2 separate regions of the Sus scrofa genome follow, and region 1 is linked to region 2. The links are chromatin contacts, called in public Hi-C maps. All regions are on one chromosome and are shown on one strand. The core of a region is the stretch at or near the end of the contact, and the rest is flanking DNA. Distances in the headings are between cores, read along the strand shown.

Region 1 (6,145 bases), core at 1,927-4,426, 230 kb before region 2:
TTTTATGGTTATTTTTTTTCTTTTTTCTTTTTTTTTTTTAGGGTCAAAGGTGTGGCATATGGAAGTTCTCAGGCTAGGGGTCAAATTGGAGCTGCATCTGCAACCTACACCACAGCTCACAGCAATGCTGGATGCTTAACCCACTGAGCAGAGCCAGGGATTGAATCCACATCTTCGTGGAAAATAGTTTGGTTCATTACCACTGAGCCACAATGGGAACTCCCCATTTTTTTTCTTTTCTTGGCCACACTGGCAGTATATGCAAGTTCTTGGTCCATGGCAATACCAGATCCAAGCCGCATCTGCAACCTACACCACATCTTGCAGCAATGTCACATCCTTAACCCACTGAGCAAGACCAGGGACCGAACCTGCATCCTCACGGACACTATGTCAGGTTCTTAACCCACTGAGGCTGACAGGAACGCCTACATGGTCATTTTGATGGCAAGCATTCTTCTTTTCTGAGTTCAGAGAACTTAATGGTTCACAATAATCCCCTCTCAGAGCATATGTTGGGTTTTGCTTTAAGTCTCATCAAGGGTGACTGCTCCTGTGTCTGTTTCTGAAGTGCTTTTCTTTTTTCTTTTTTTTCTTTTTTAGGGTCACATCCGCAGCATATGGAGGTTCCCAGGCTAGGGGTTGAATTGGAGCTGTAGCCACTGGCCTACGCCACAGCCACAGCAACACCAGATCCAAGCCGTGTCTGCGACCTACGCCACAGCTCACAGCAATGCCGGATCCTTAACCCACTGAGCGAGGCCAGGATTGAACTTGCATCTTCATGGATACTAGTCAGATTCATTTCCTCTGAGCCAGGACAGGAACTCCCTGAAGTGCTTTTCTTAGCACTGTGAGCTGACTGCCTCACACGTCAGCCTCCTGTCTGTGAGTACAGAATCATTTCAAAATGACAGGAGAAAGAAAAAGCATGGATTTCCTTCCACTCTCTTTTAGGCAGGAAGGACTTACCCTGATGGCTTTGATGCAATCCAGGTAGGAGGATTTTTTCACACAGGAGACAAGAGGACCATTCTTAACGGCTTTACTCATGTTTTCACGGAAACTGGAGCACTTATTGGCCTCCTGATTTGAAATGGTGCACCATCTTACAGTTTTTTGGGCGACAGCCAGGGACAGCCCTAGGGGAGAGAGGCCAGGGGTCACTACACCAGTGGGAGAGACAGAAGCCACCTCTGAAGGGTGATGAAGGCTACCTCCCCTCCATCCTGTCCCCCTTCCACTCCTGTCCATGAACAACGAGAAACAGGTTCCATTACATTCTGAGTCTGGAGATGAGTGACAGGCACACTAATGACCTCTTATTTTCCCACTGACCAGCCTGTACTGGCCAGAGGGATGCTAGCTTGGCCATCAACACTCAACTGGAGACAGCAACCTGCTCCTCAGTGTTCTCTGAGCCTCCTTCACACAAGGTCATGACCTGGGATGCACAGGGGATGTTTAGCTACATCAAGGTGTTGGCTCAATGCCACAACTCTGGGAAGCCAGCAGGGTAGGAATTACATCTATAAATCAGTATCTTTTGGAGACAAGGGAACTGGGCTCTGAGAGGGCTTCTTTACCCAAGGTTTACCCAGACTGGCCTAGAAACCAGGTCTCCAGAGGTTGGTCTCTGCCCAGGGAACAAAAGAAGATAACATTCTGATGGGGTTTCCATTTCCTTGGCCAGTAGAGAGGGGTAAATGATAGATGAGGCAATGGACTTGCCTATGACCTTCCTCTGTCATCCTTCATCCCAGGAATAATTAGAAACTCCACATATTCAATGTTTCTCTCTGTTGTCTATGACTCCTCCCTCAATTTCCACCATTAGGCCTTTGGGCTGCCACTAGGAGGATTGCTAGAGCATGTCTGTAGCTATTAACCACCTGGTTGCAGATACCTTGTCCCCATGAACTGAGTTTTGGCATTGCTCCCAAAGCCCTCTGTCATCTCCACCCTGGATCCACAGCACAGGGCTGACTCAGGAAAGCTGATGAACATCCACATTGCACAAAGCAGAAGCGGGGAAGGGAATGGTTCTCCAGGACAAAAAAAGAGGGGCCATAGGGAGCTTGCTCCTCCAACCTGACTTTATTCCACCTATGCCCATGGGAAATCAAAGCAGGCAAGAGGGAGTCAGTGGCAGACCTTCCCCCAAACCATTCCTCCGGCCCCTCCCCAAATCACCCCTCCTGAAGTTCCAAACACAGGAATTTGTCCTTAGGATTGCATTGACCCTGCACAGCCTTCTGAGACTGATTCTCTGAGGTTGGGAGTCAGGGAAGGTAAAGGCAAGTAAGGTGGATGAACTCTCAAGGGTTAACTTTTTCAGGAGACACAAGTAGCTAAATACAGAAGGCGCCAAAGCTATGATAAAATGCACCATGAGTGGCAGGCAAATTTAGAGGACAAGGAGTGTCCCTCAGTCTCAGGAGCTGATGAGTGTGCAAGGGCCAACAGTGACAGACCCCAAAGCACAGAGGTCTGCAGCAAAGTCCACTTCACTGGTGCCTGGATCTGTGGCCTCATTTACTATCATGTGACCCTCCCAGGCCAGGCTGTACTACCCTTCTCACTGAGGACCCAAAAATGTGGCTTCGCATCCCATACCCTGAACCCCTCAATGGCCCTGCCTCATTAGTGGGACATGGTCAGCACCAAGGGCAACCATGGAACATCAGACTGTCAGTGGAGGTGAGATCAGATCCAGGGAGGCCTCAAAGGCCATCCTAAGTAGTTGGGACTTAATTGAGGTCAAAGCAAAGGGATTTGATAAACCATGATAGAAGTGCTCTAGTTTATTGTATTCCGCTACTACAAGATTTACTGGATACAGGAGGTGGAAGCAGGGGAGGCTGAAAAGGTGGCAGGGGCACAGGTAGGAGCAGCAGGTGTGGGAGGCACAGAGCTGTCCCTGAGGCAGTGCTGAAGCAGGTGCAGGGGTGCGGCGGGGAGAAGCGAAGGAAAGGCTCCAGGCTTCCAGCCTGAGTGCAGAGCCCAGGGGTGGCGTGGCCAGCTCGGGGATGCACAGGGCGCCCGGGCCAGAGACTGCAGGTCTTCCAGCAGCTTCACTCACCCAGGACCGCGCAGGCCAGCAGGGCACGGACAGCGAGCCTCATCCTCCTGGGTCTGCGGCGTGGAGTGCCGAACGCAGACTGACTGGCTTCTGCGCCTCCTCCCTGAGCCCTGGGCCCCTTTATCCCCCGCGGGGCTGGCCAAGCACAATCTTTGACCTCCTGTGTTTGTTCAGCCCGGTTGCCCAATCGCCCCTCATCCCTCCCCCTTCATTCCTCGCCCTAGCTGACTGCCTCGTTTCCTGACCCCTGGAACAGAACCATGGATGGAATCCAACACAAAAATGCTGATTGGAGGGGAATTAAAAGAAAAATCAACCCGTTGTTAATGTGCGCTTGCTCTGTACCAGGAACAGAGCTGCCGTGGGCAGGGGTGGGGTGACTCTGCTGCTGAATCCCGGGTGGCCAGAGCTGGTCCTGAATCTACTTATGTGCTCATTTAGAAGATGGAAGAGGGAAGGGCACTGCCTCAGGTGCAGAGTAGAACAGAAGTATGGCAGGCAAAGACCTTCCCGGGACAGCGTGTGAGAGAGGAAGAAGCTGATCTGAAGTCAAAGACAACAGGCTCAACACCTTTCACTTGTTCCCAAGTGCCCTGTGCCCTTAAGGCCCCATGGAGGAACTGTCCCTCCCATGTGCCCAGCTGTGCACATGCTCCAGGCCTGGTGACCTTCCTTCCCTTCCTGCAGCCTGCTGGACACCTTGGCAGGGAACAGAGTCACAGGGGCAATGACATCTGTCTCACAAGAAGTTGCCCGGGAGGGTGATCAAGACTCTGTGACACTGGTAAGTAAGTGATGCAAGAGCACAAAGAAAGGGACCCAGGAGCGCAGATGTGGCCTAATCTCAGTGCCTGGGTCATCCCTGGTTCCCTCCCAGAAAGTGGTCTCCACACCATTTTGCCTGCCCATCCTCATCAGGAAATGCTGTGAAGCTGTCCATTCTAGAGATGTATTTTTTAAACTGATATTGTGTACATGTCAATCATGAGAGGACTAAACATTTTTAAAACAATAAGACAAAGATGAAACATTCATTTGTAAATGTCTGTTTATTCTGCCTTTTACACAATGAAAACTATCTCAAGGTAAAATATACACTCAGGCAGAGGGTGAGGTTCCTGAGAGTAAGTATAAATCCATATTCCAGAGAGTCATCATGAGAGGGTCAAGGTTTTCTTGAGTTACATCTTACCCAACTGGATCAGAGGATCATTGGTTTCGGTCCACTTTACACCCACTCATTTGAACCAGGCCTAGAGGACATGTCAGCAGTGCCATTTAATTTTAGTTCACCTATGCTTGTGTTATTGGCGTCACCTTCTAATTCTGGCTTCTTTGCAGAAATCTTTCTAAGGCCCTCATGCCTTTTGTGATGTCTGATGAGTTAACCCACATTACTTCATCTCTACCTCCATTTTACTGGCATGTGCAAACCTCAATATGTGGAACCACACAAGCCAGAAGCAGGGGGAACCAAAACTTCCAGCATCCCCTTCCTCACTCCTCCCTTGTGAGGTGTTCCCCATCTTCCCTCAGGACACCTCAGTGGCCCCCCACACTCCAGTAGATGGTTTCACATACAAGGGGTTACACACACCTCACTGCAGAGACCTCATTTCTTTAGTAGGGGACAGGTCCTTTCTGTTTATGGTGGGGACATATGACAAGTTCTGCCCTCCAAAACCCTGCCTTACCAGGAAGAAGAATGGCAGCTGCTGCCCTTCTTCTGTCCTTGCCCCCGTGGGCCCTTCTGCTCAAGCCATGGGAAACCCAGTTTTGGAGACCACTTTTCTGGAGGGAGCCAGGGATGACCCAGCAGGAATTAGGGGATGGTCTGGCCTCAGGGGGGGGCACCTTGAGGTACTGAGAGGAAAATGGAGGGGGATAGTCAGGGGGCAGGGCTGGCTGGGAGAATGCCTGCCCTCAGATGCTGCCTCTTCTTACAGGCCCTGCAGTGAGCTTGCAGCGTCCGCCTAAAAGCAGGAAGAAGAGGTGCCAAATGTTGAATGAATCCACAAACTCAGGGAAGTTCGGTGGAAGGCATGGAGGACAGACAGAAGGCAGGCAGACCAGGGTCCTCCCTCTGGGCCCCTTCTGCTCTCACAGTGAGCCTTTCCTGGGGCAGCTCCTCTCCAGCCTAGCCTGAGCCTCTCAGAAGAGCACTCTGGCCAGGCAGAACCCTCTCCAGGCCAGCCAACCCCACACCCTGCCTCTGTGGAGCCTCTGAGTCCAAAATCAAGGTGTGCCTGGGAGGGGAGGAGGTACAGAGCCCCCAGGGTCTGAAGAAGGGCCAGATGGGACACAGAGAACCGGGTCCCATGTCATCTACTCACACGGGCCTTGGCGCTTGCTTGGGAGAGCCCTGTGTCTGCCACTCCTTGGAGGCAGGGTGAGTTCAGCTATGGGTATACATGTGTGCACAGCCTTTGCTGGTATGGCTGTGCCCTCAGCTACAATGTGAATGGAGTATGCGGAGGTGAGAGGTTAAATATCATGTTCTGTGTCCTTGGTGTCCCATGACACTTGTCCCTGTGCTCGCCCTATGGTGTTTTATTCTTTACTAGAGACACTCTGGAGTCAGGAAACTCATTATCCAACTTTTTTTTTTTTTTTTACTTTTTAGGGCCACACAGGTGGTATATGGAAGTTCCCAGGCTAAGGGTCGAATAGGAGCTGCAGCTGCCAGCCTATGCTAGAGCCACTGCAACACTGGATCACTTAACCTACTGAGTGAGGCTAAATCCTCATGGATACAAGTTGGGCTTGTCACCACTGAGCCACAACGGCAACTTCCCATTATCCATCTTTCACAGCTTAGTGATGTTTAGCTCTTACTGAGAGCTTCTCCGGGCCCTCACCACAGCCCTCTGAGATCAGAGCACTAGAATCCCCATTTTACAGATAAGATGAGGAAACTGAGGTCCTGAGGGGCTAATAACTTGTCCAAGGTCAGCTGATGAGCCAGGTGCAAAATCAGGCATTCGGGTTCCAGAACCTATGTGTCCATCCTCCAGGGACGCTCCCTCTCCCAGGAAATAGGAACACACAGAAGCCAAGGACTCA
Region 2 (7,094 bases), core at 2,460-4,959:
CACGAAAACAGCTTCCTGAAGGTGTTTTTCAAAGTTAGCAGGTAAGAGAAAGACCTCTGGATGGTGGCCTAGGGGCAATGACAAGATGCTAAGAATAATGAAAAAACACAGTATAGGAATTCCCTTGTGGAGCAGTGGGTTAGGTATCCCATGTTGTCACTGCAGCTGCTTGGGTTGCTGCTGCAGCATGGGTTCAATCCCTGGCCAGGAACTTACCTATGCCACAGTCACGGCCAAAAAAAGAAGGCAGAAAAAAACGAAATCACAACACAGTACAGAAGCTGGTCTACTTCATGCCAAGTAGAACTTCATGCTCATACTAGTTGGGATTTATTTATGCCCCTGGCAAAGGGGGAAGATATATGGGATTTAAGAAAAGTTTCACCATCTCAGTAGAAACCAAAAATGAATAAAAAATATATAACTCCAAAAAAATCTTGAAGTTCTCTATGTGGTGCAGCAGAAATGAATCTGACTAGGAACCATGAGTTGTAGGTTCCATCCCTGGCCTTGCTCAGTGAGTTGGGGATCCGGCATTACCGTGAGCTGTGGTGTAGGCTGCAGATGTGGCTCCGACCACGTGTTGCTGTGGCTATGGTGTAGGCTGGCAGATGTAGCATCGATTCTGACCCCTAGCATGGGAGCCTCCACAAGCCTTGGGTGCAGACGTAAAAAAAAATATTAAAAAAAGAAAAAAAATCTTAAATGGAAGTTACATATTCATTGACAAAAGTATGGTTTAAACATCCTCCATATTATAACAAAAGCAATTTCCAGCACTCAGTGAACGTGAAACGTTTTCCTTCATAAAGTGCTATTCTTACTCAGTAAGTTCAATATGACTCTCATTCCACGTCTTGGAGCAGCCAAGAAAAGGCTGCTTGGAGCAGTCAGGAAAGGCAGAGCAAGAACCATACTCTACAACAGAGAGGAACTAAACACACAGGAAGTTCCACGGCCACAAATGGCTGTTAGTAACTTCATATCCCTACCTCCACATTTCTCCCCAGGAGAAATAAAACTGATTATTTTCTAAACTATACCTCTTCAAAAAGAAGGAATCCAAGAAGTGGTTGGGAAAAAAAACTCCAGTCTAATGTCCTCTAGTACCATAAAGGTATTTCAAGTGTGGAGAAGCTCCATTTCCTAAAAGTTTCCCACCATCAATCAGGTTTCATTTTGCTTAAGTTCATCAAAGGATGTTAAAGAACCTAGGAATGAACACCTAGCTGTGGTAGATACTCAACAAATGTCAAATATTAGCCTTGGTTTTTAAGTAAGTTTTTAAACATTGTAATATTACCATCTAGAGTGATCAGAAGACAGGGTTCAGCTAAGGAAAATTACTTCCTCCACTGTGCTGGAAAGGCTGTGCATTTGGATCACTGATTTCTTAAAGCTGGGAATAATAAAGTGTGTTTTTAATCGCAACCAATGAAACCATATATTCACCTGCTTTTTCCTACAAGACCCTAAAAACATGACATTTATTTACATGAATCTCAAGTTCATATGACTACTGCAGACTAGACCTGATAAAAAAATGTCAATTTCAAATCCTCTAAACCAACCAACCCAACTTTCAGAAATTAGTTTCCTTGAACTTTAAAAACATGCAGACTATGATGCCATTCCTATAAAAATTGGGGAAAATTAATCCATAGTGTGAGGATAATGGTTCTTTCGGGGCAAAAACAGTGACTACAAAGGGTTAGGAGGGGGGCTTTCTTCCAGTTAAGCTCAGTTGCTTGACCTCAGTGCCGATTACACAAATTGGTTTCACAGTATGAATGCGTAAAATCTGTATTTCCCTCAATTACAAACACACACATACATATGTACTGCTTTATGTATCTACTGCTTGTCAGAGGACCTAAAAACCACCAATATCATTTTTGAAACAAAAGAAAAACTAAGTTCCCACCCACCAATATTAAAGGTAAAAATTTTGAAACCACGAAATCCATTTTAGCTGTCTCAAATAAAAAGACCTAACCAAGATTCGAAGTAGGCAAGCTCTCACAGGATTCTGGGGCTGGCAGCTAATTTGATCAGTATATAGAAGGGCTGCCATCAGCAAGGAGTAGTAACTGACACATTCCATTAGCATATTTAAGGCACAAAATTACTGTGATGCAGTCTGGGGGCCAAAAGCCCCAAACACACAGTATCTCTCCTGTGGGTTAACTAAACACATCTGTACCCAGACCATACCTTATTTGCATTGCTTGAACTCTTAGGCCACTGTAATCAACCTCTTTTTGCTCAAAATCTTTCCACTCATCTTCCTCCTGTAAAAGAGGCATCATTTCATCAATCAAAGCTATTTGTAATGAGACAACTATCAGACTATGAAAAAGGGATTAAGTGGCTGGAGCCTAGGGTAAAGTGTGTACTCATTTTCTGGCCAAAGCCTTTGCTCAATCCAGGCTGGAGGACAAACGTGACTAAACTTTGTTACTTCCGCTGGGTCACTTTAAAAGGCACCAAAAAACCCCGAATGAAGTCAATAGTATTCCCACAACTAAACGCCTAGCTCAATCTTGCCATGAGACTTGCTTTCACGGGCTTCAGACCAAGTCGTGTCAATTCAAGCCGCCCCAAACGTGATGCTTAGAAAATTCGGCTCAGACTCCTGGGCTGAAGTCAGAGGCTAAATTACTGAGAGTCTACGTCACTCGATAGATGCACTTCCGACCCGGGTCGATTCCCCGGGAGGGTGCCACCGCCTGACTGCGTCCTGGCCTGAGCCAGGCGACCCAGGTCAGGAGCAGGGTGGCGGGGGTCCCGCGGGGAGCGCGAGACCGCCGGCAGTGGGAAGCCCGCGTCACGCGGCAGCTTCCTGAGCCCGACGGCCAGCCGGCCTGCCGGCCTGCCGGCCCCGGTGGCCCCTCCCCGACGCTCCCCCAGGCAGGCCGGCAGGCGGGGGCGGGCACATGGGCGCAAGCGCGCGGCCCGGGCCCCGACTCCCGGCCTCCCTGGCCCCTCACCTTTGTCAAAGCCTTGGTTGCGGGCCCGGGGCCCGCGGCCGCGGTGGTCCCGCCGTCGCCCGGCCGGGCCCCCGCGCCTGCCCCACCGCCCGCCGCGCTCGCGGCTCCGCTGCTCCCGCGGCGGCTCCCGCCGCGCCGCTGCTCCCGCGGCGACGCCCGCGGCGCTTGCCGCCCGGTTGCTCCGCTCTTTCTTTTCTTCTTGTCCCTCTTGGCGAAGAAGTTGTCCAAGCTCCGTTCTTCTGTCTCAGCCATGGCCGCTGCCTCCTCGGCCCGGATGGGTGGGGCCGGTGGCGGGCGCGGCCCGCGGGGCTCCGATCTCGGGGTCGAGGCCGGCTCGGCGCTCACGCTCCCGGGCGCGGCGACGCCTCAGCCCCGTGGGGTCGCCAAGGCGTGTGAGGTGGGGCAGATGGCTTCCCCTGTGTGCTGGCGAACGATGGTACGGCCCGCCTAAAGGCTCGCGTGCCGCTGAGGCCGCCCGAGCCCGTCCGGCTGCGGCTGCTACCAACACCGAGGCGTAGGATCCCGCCCGCTCCGCAGACGGAGAGGGAAAGGAACGCGCGGGCCGGAGGCTCTGGCGAGAGTGCTTGGCTAGCGGCGGCGCGTGCAGGAGGACGACGCGCGCACGCAGGCCCGGAGAGGAGGGGAAAGGGGGTGGGGAGGGGTGGGAAGGGGAGGAGGGAGGGCGGGCCACCAGAAGAGAGAGGCAGCGCCCGCGCCTGCGTACTTAGCTCCGCCCGCTACTGTGAGAGCGTAGAGGGGAGGGCGGTGGGAGGAGACGGAGGTGGGGCTGGCAAGGTAGCCAATCAGATGCCAGGATGAAGCGCTTAGGAGACAATCCCTGTTTCAGATGGGGCGGGGCCGTGGCTTGGGGGCGGGGAGAGGGTTTATGCTAAATAAGTGTCGTCATGATGACCCTTGTCTCTCGATTGGCCAAGGGTTTAGCCTTGAGGGCGGGCTTTTGGAGGGCTCATTGGTGACTTGGCTAAACAGGTCGGGTTGAAGGGGCGGGTAGGTCCGTCAGGGCGCATGCGTAGAGTACACGTGTGTCTGCTCGTCCAGTGCTAACTATGGCCTTGTAGTCTTTTGAACGTTATCGAAACGGAAAAGCACTGTGTTAAGCTAGCTATGTTAAAAACGGTACCATCCGTTCTGCTGCTCTCTGTACTTTCACCCTTTCTGGTCTGGCAACTACTCATCTTCATCATACACGATGATTATTACGAAAGTGAGGAGCCCGAGCTTGAAGTTTAGTTCTCATTTCCTAAATGATCTTGGTAAGCCGGTAGGTAGATAAAAGAGAATTGATTTTATCTGAACTCCACCCTCTCCTGGATATGGCTACTAAGATCAAGCTAAATAAATCTGAGCTTTGAGTTCTAGATCTGTAAAACAGAGAAGTTAGCTCCTGCAAGATATGTGGGGAAAGAGTAACTGTTAGCTGCCCAGTGTAGTGCTTAAAACACAATGGATGTAATAAATGATTTTTTTTAATACATTTAAATAGTACCTCCTGCCCTGGCTTGAGTCTAGATGATGACTGTAATCTATCATTAGCTTTTATCCCTGATAAGAGGAGGGAAATGGAACATAGAGATGGGGACCAAATGTGCTCATGCTATACCTAGCTGTACCATTTAAATACTTTCTGGGCCTTGAGAATGAAATGAATCCTCGCATATGAAAAAAGGGTCTAATGTAAGGTTATTAAACGTTCCACTTCCTCCTTCTAAAGACAGAGTAGAGAACTGTCACAACCACTGAGGAAATGACTCAGACGTATGTTAGTAGCCTTGTGGGGTAGATAGAGCACAGCCAGTAAATGGAACTACTTCTTGATCTTTTCCTTTATAGCTTTTCTGTTAAAATTTGTCACTCCCCCCCCCCCCAACACTACTATTAAAGCACTAAGTCCAGAATATGTCAAAGAAGCAAATCAAAGACCTGGCCTTGGCCAACAGCAAGCTTACATATTATTCCCCAGATATAAACTGCCCTCAACCACTCAGGATGAGTCTCTAGTTTACTTCCTTCTGTGACACCACTTTTCTTGTGATGCAGGCCAAGTTCAGCATTGCCCCTACCCCCATCTTCCTTAATATCTCTGATCAAATATTTTTCTTCCTTTCTCTCCCTCCCTTCCCTTTTTCCCTTCCTTCCTCTTGTTCTTTCATCTGTGAAAGACCTATTAGCTATTATTTAAGGCAATGTGCTTTATTCAAGGCATAATTTGTTGTTCCTACTTCAACTCCCTTATAATCCAGAAGAAAAAAAAATCTTAATATGAATAATAAGTTCAGTCCTCCCTTTCCTATGTCCCCATCAATGTATCAGTGTCTTGAAGGAATTAATGATGGGAAAAAGCAGAGAAGGAACAGCAGTTGAGGGTTAACACAGCAAAATTTCCTTTCAGTGCTCCCCAACCTTGATCATATATAAGAATCTCAGGCCAAGCCTGTAGAGGGACCAGGATCTTTGTGTTTGTGTCACTATCTGTGGTTAATCCTCTCCTCCATAAAGTTAGTCTCTCCTCTTTGAATCCCCTGCCCTGAAACTGACCACATATATTCCTACTCTCCAGATGGGTTACACAGAGTCCTAAATCCTACTGTTGCCACACCCCTCATCATCACCCCACCCTTATCATGAAGCATCCTCCAGATCTCAATGTTTGGACCCTCCCCATCTTTAAAGCAAAACCGACCTTCATTTGTCCTTGGTAGATGGAAAACTGAATAGTGTCGAGCGCTCAGACCATTCCCAGGAATTACAGCACATGTTCTAAGAATCCTAAAGCTGTCTGAACATGGAAATTTCTCTCTGAATCCTCTAAAGTAGTACAATCCAAAGGCCATCATTTAACTCCCTCGACAAGGCCCACTGAGCTCCAGTATTCCGTGAGCTCAAGAGCTGGCACAGGGCAGCTGGGCCCAGCCCATTGTCCCGGGTTCTTTTTTGCTGAGCTATTTGTTCTAAGTTCCATTCTGCTACCTAGGCTGGAAATTCCACACATGCTCAGCTCAAAGGAATGCAGCTCATGCTGGCCAAAGAGCTTGCCAAGAAATGGGGAGCAGCTTTTCATTTGTGGCTTCCTCTCTCGCATCTGTGAGGGACTGAGCTACTGCCTGGGCTCTTCCATTGACCTCTTCCAATGGGGGAGCAACTACTTTCACGTCACCTCCTCTGGGGAACCTCTGCTGACTTCTACACACAGCCTGGATCCTGATCGTTAAAGGCCCAGAGACCTTCCGTTTCATATGGGTGTTTAATGCCTTCCTGGTATTCCCATGATTTATTTATTGTTTAACCCCTTTTATTCACTCATTTATGTAAAATATTTATTTAATGAGCACCTATTGTATGCCAGGCCTGAAATTAGGAGTTAAAGCTAAGTAAGTCAGATATAGGCCCTGCCCTCAGAGAGCCTCCTATACAGTGAGCTGATAGCCAGCAGCAGACACACAAATACACATATAATTCAATGTGCTCTACACAGTGGAGACACTTGAAGGTAGGAATGGTGTTGGGCATACAGCCTACATCACATAGGCAATTTTTTTGTTTGTTTGTTTTTTTAGGGCTGCACCCATGGCATATGGAGTTTCCCAGGCTAGGGGTCTAATCGGAGCTATAGCTGCCAGGCTACACCACAGCTCACAGCAACGCCGGATTCTTAACCCGCTGAGCAAAGCCAGGGATCAAACATGAATCCTCTTGGATACTAGTTGGGTTTGTTAACTACTGAGTCCCGACAGGAACTCCCACATAGGCATTTGACCAAAGTTTTTTTAAAATTTTTGTTCACACCCATGACATGTGGAAATTCCCAGGCCAGGGATAAAACCGGCACCACAGCAGCAAACCAAGCTGGATCCTTAACCTGATAAGCCACAAGAGAACGCCTTGACCAAAGTTTGTAAAATGTCTCCACTAGTCCTCTGTTTCCACATTAACAGAGGATTGCACAAACCATGGACTATCTAAGTGTTCCTTGACATTGCTCTTTGTTGGCTTCAGAATATATATTTTGTCACATATTTGACCTTCTCCTTCAGCCTCAAGTTCCTTGTTGGCTCATCCCTGACATTAAGGTTCTAGTTGGAAGAT

Evidence for each region. Hi-C and Micro-C count contacts between places; a contact is called where the count stands out from the background.
Region 1: a contact with region 2 is called in a Hi-C map of liver, with 9 times the contacts expected there. The contact joins the promoter of TF here to the promoter of CDV3 in region 2. A contact is called at or near these places in 2 of 47 Hi-C or Micro-C datasets (epiblast stem cells and liver).

Annotation. Positions count from the first base shown.
Region 1 is chr13:74,927,686-74,933,830 of Sscrofa11.1, reverse strand. It overlaps TF (transferrin), which reads right to left and starts at 3,176. Exons shown (of 18, transcript NM_001244653.1): 1 at 3,083-3,176; 2 at 973-1,142. The coding sequence starts at 3,125.
Region 2 is chr13:74,701,966-74,709,059 of Sscrofa11.1, reverse strand. CDV3 (protein CDV3 homolog) reads right to left here and starts at 3,709. Exons shown (of 8, transcript XM_021069464.1): 1 at 3,188-3,709; 2 at 3,139-3,185; 3 at 2,991-3,137; 4 at 2,215-2,291. The coding sequence starts at 3,242.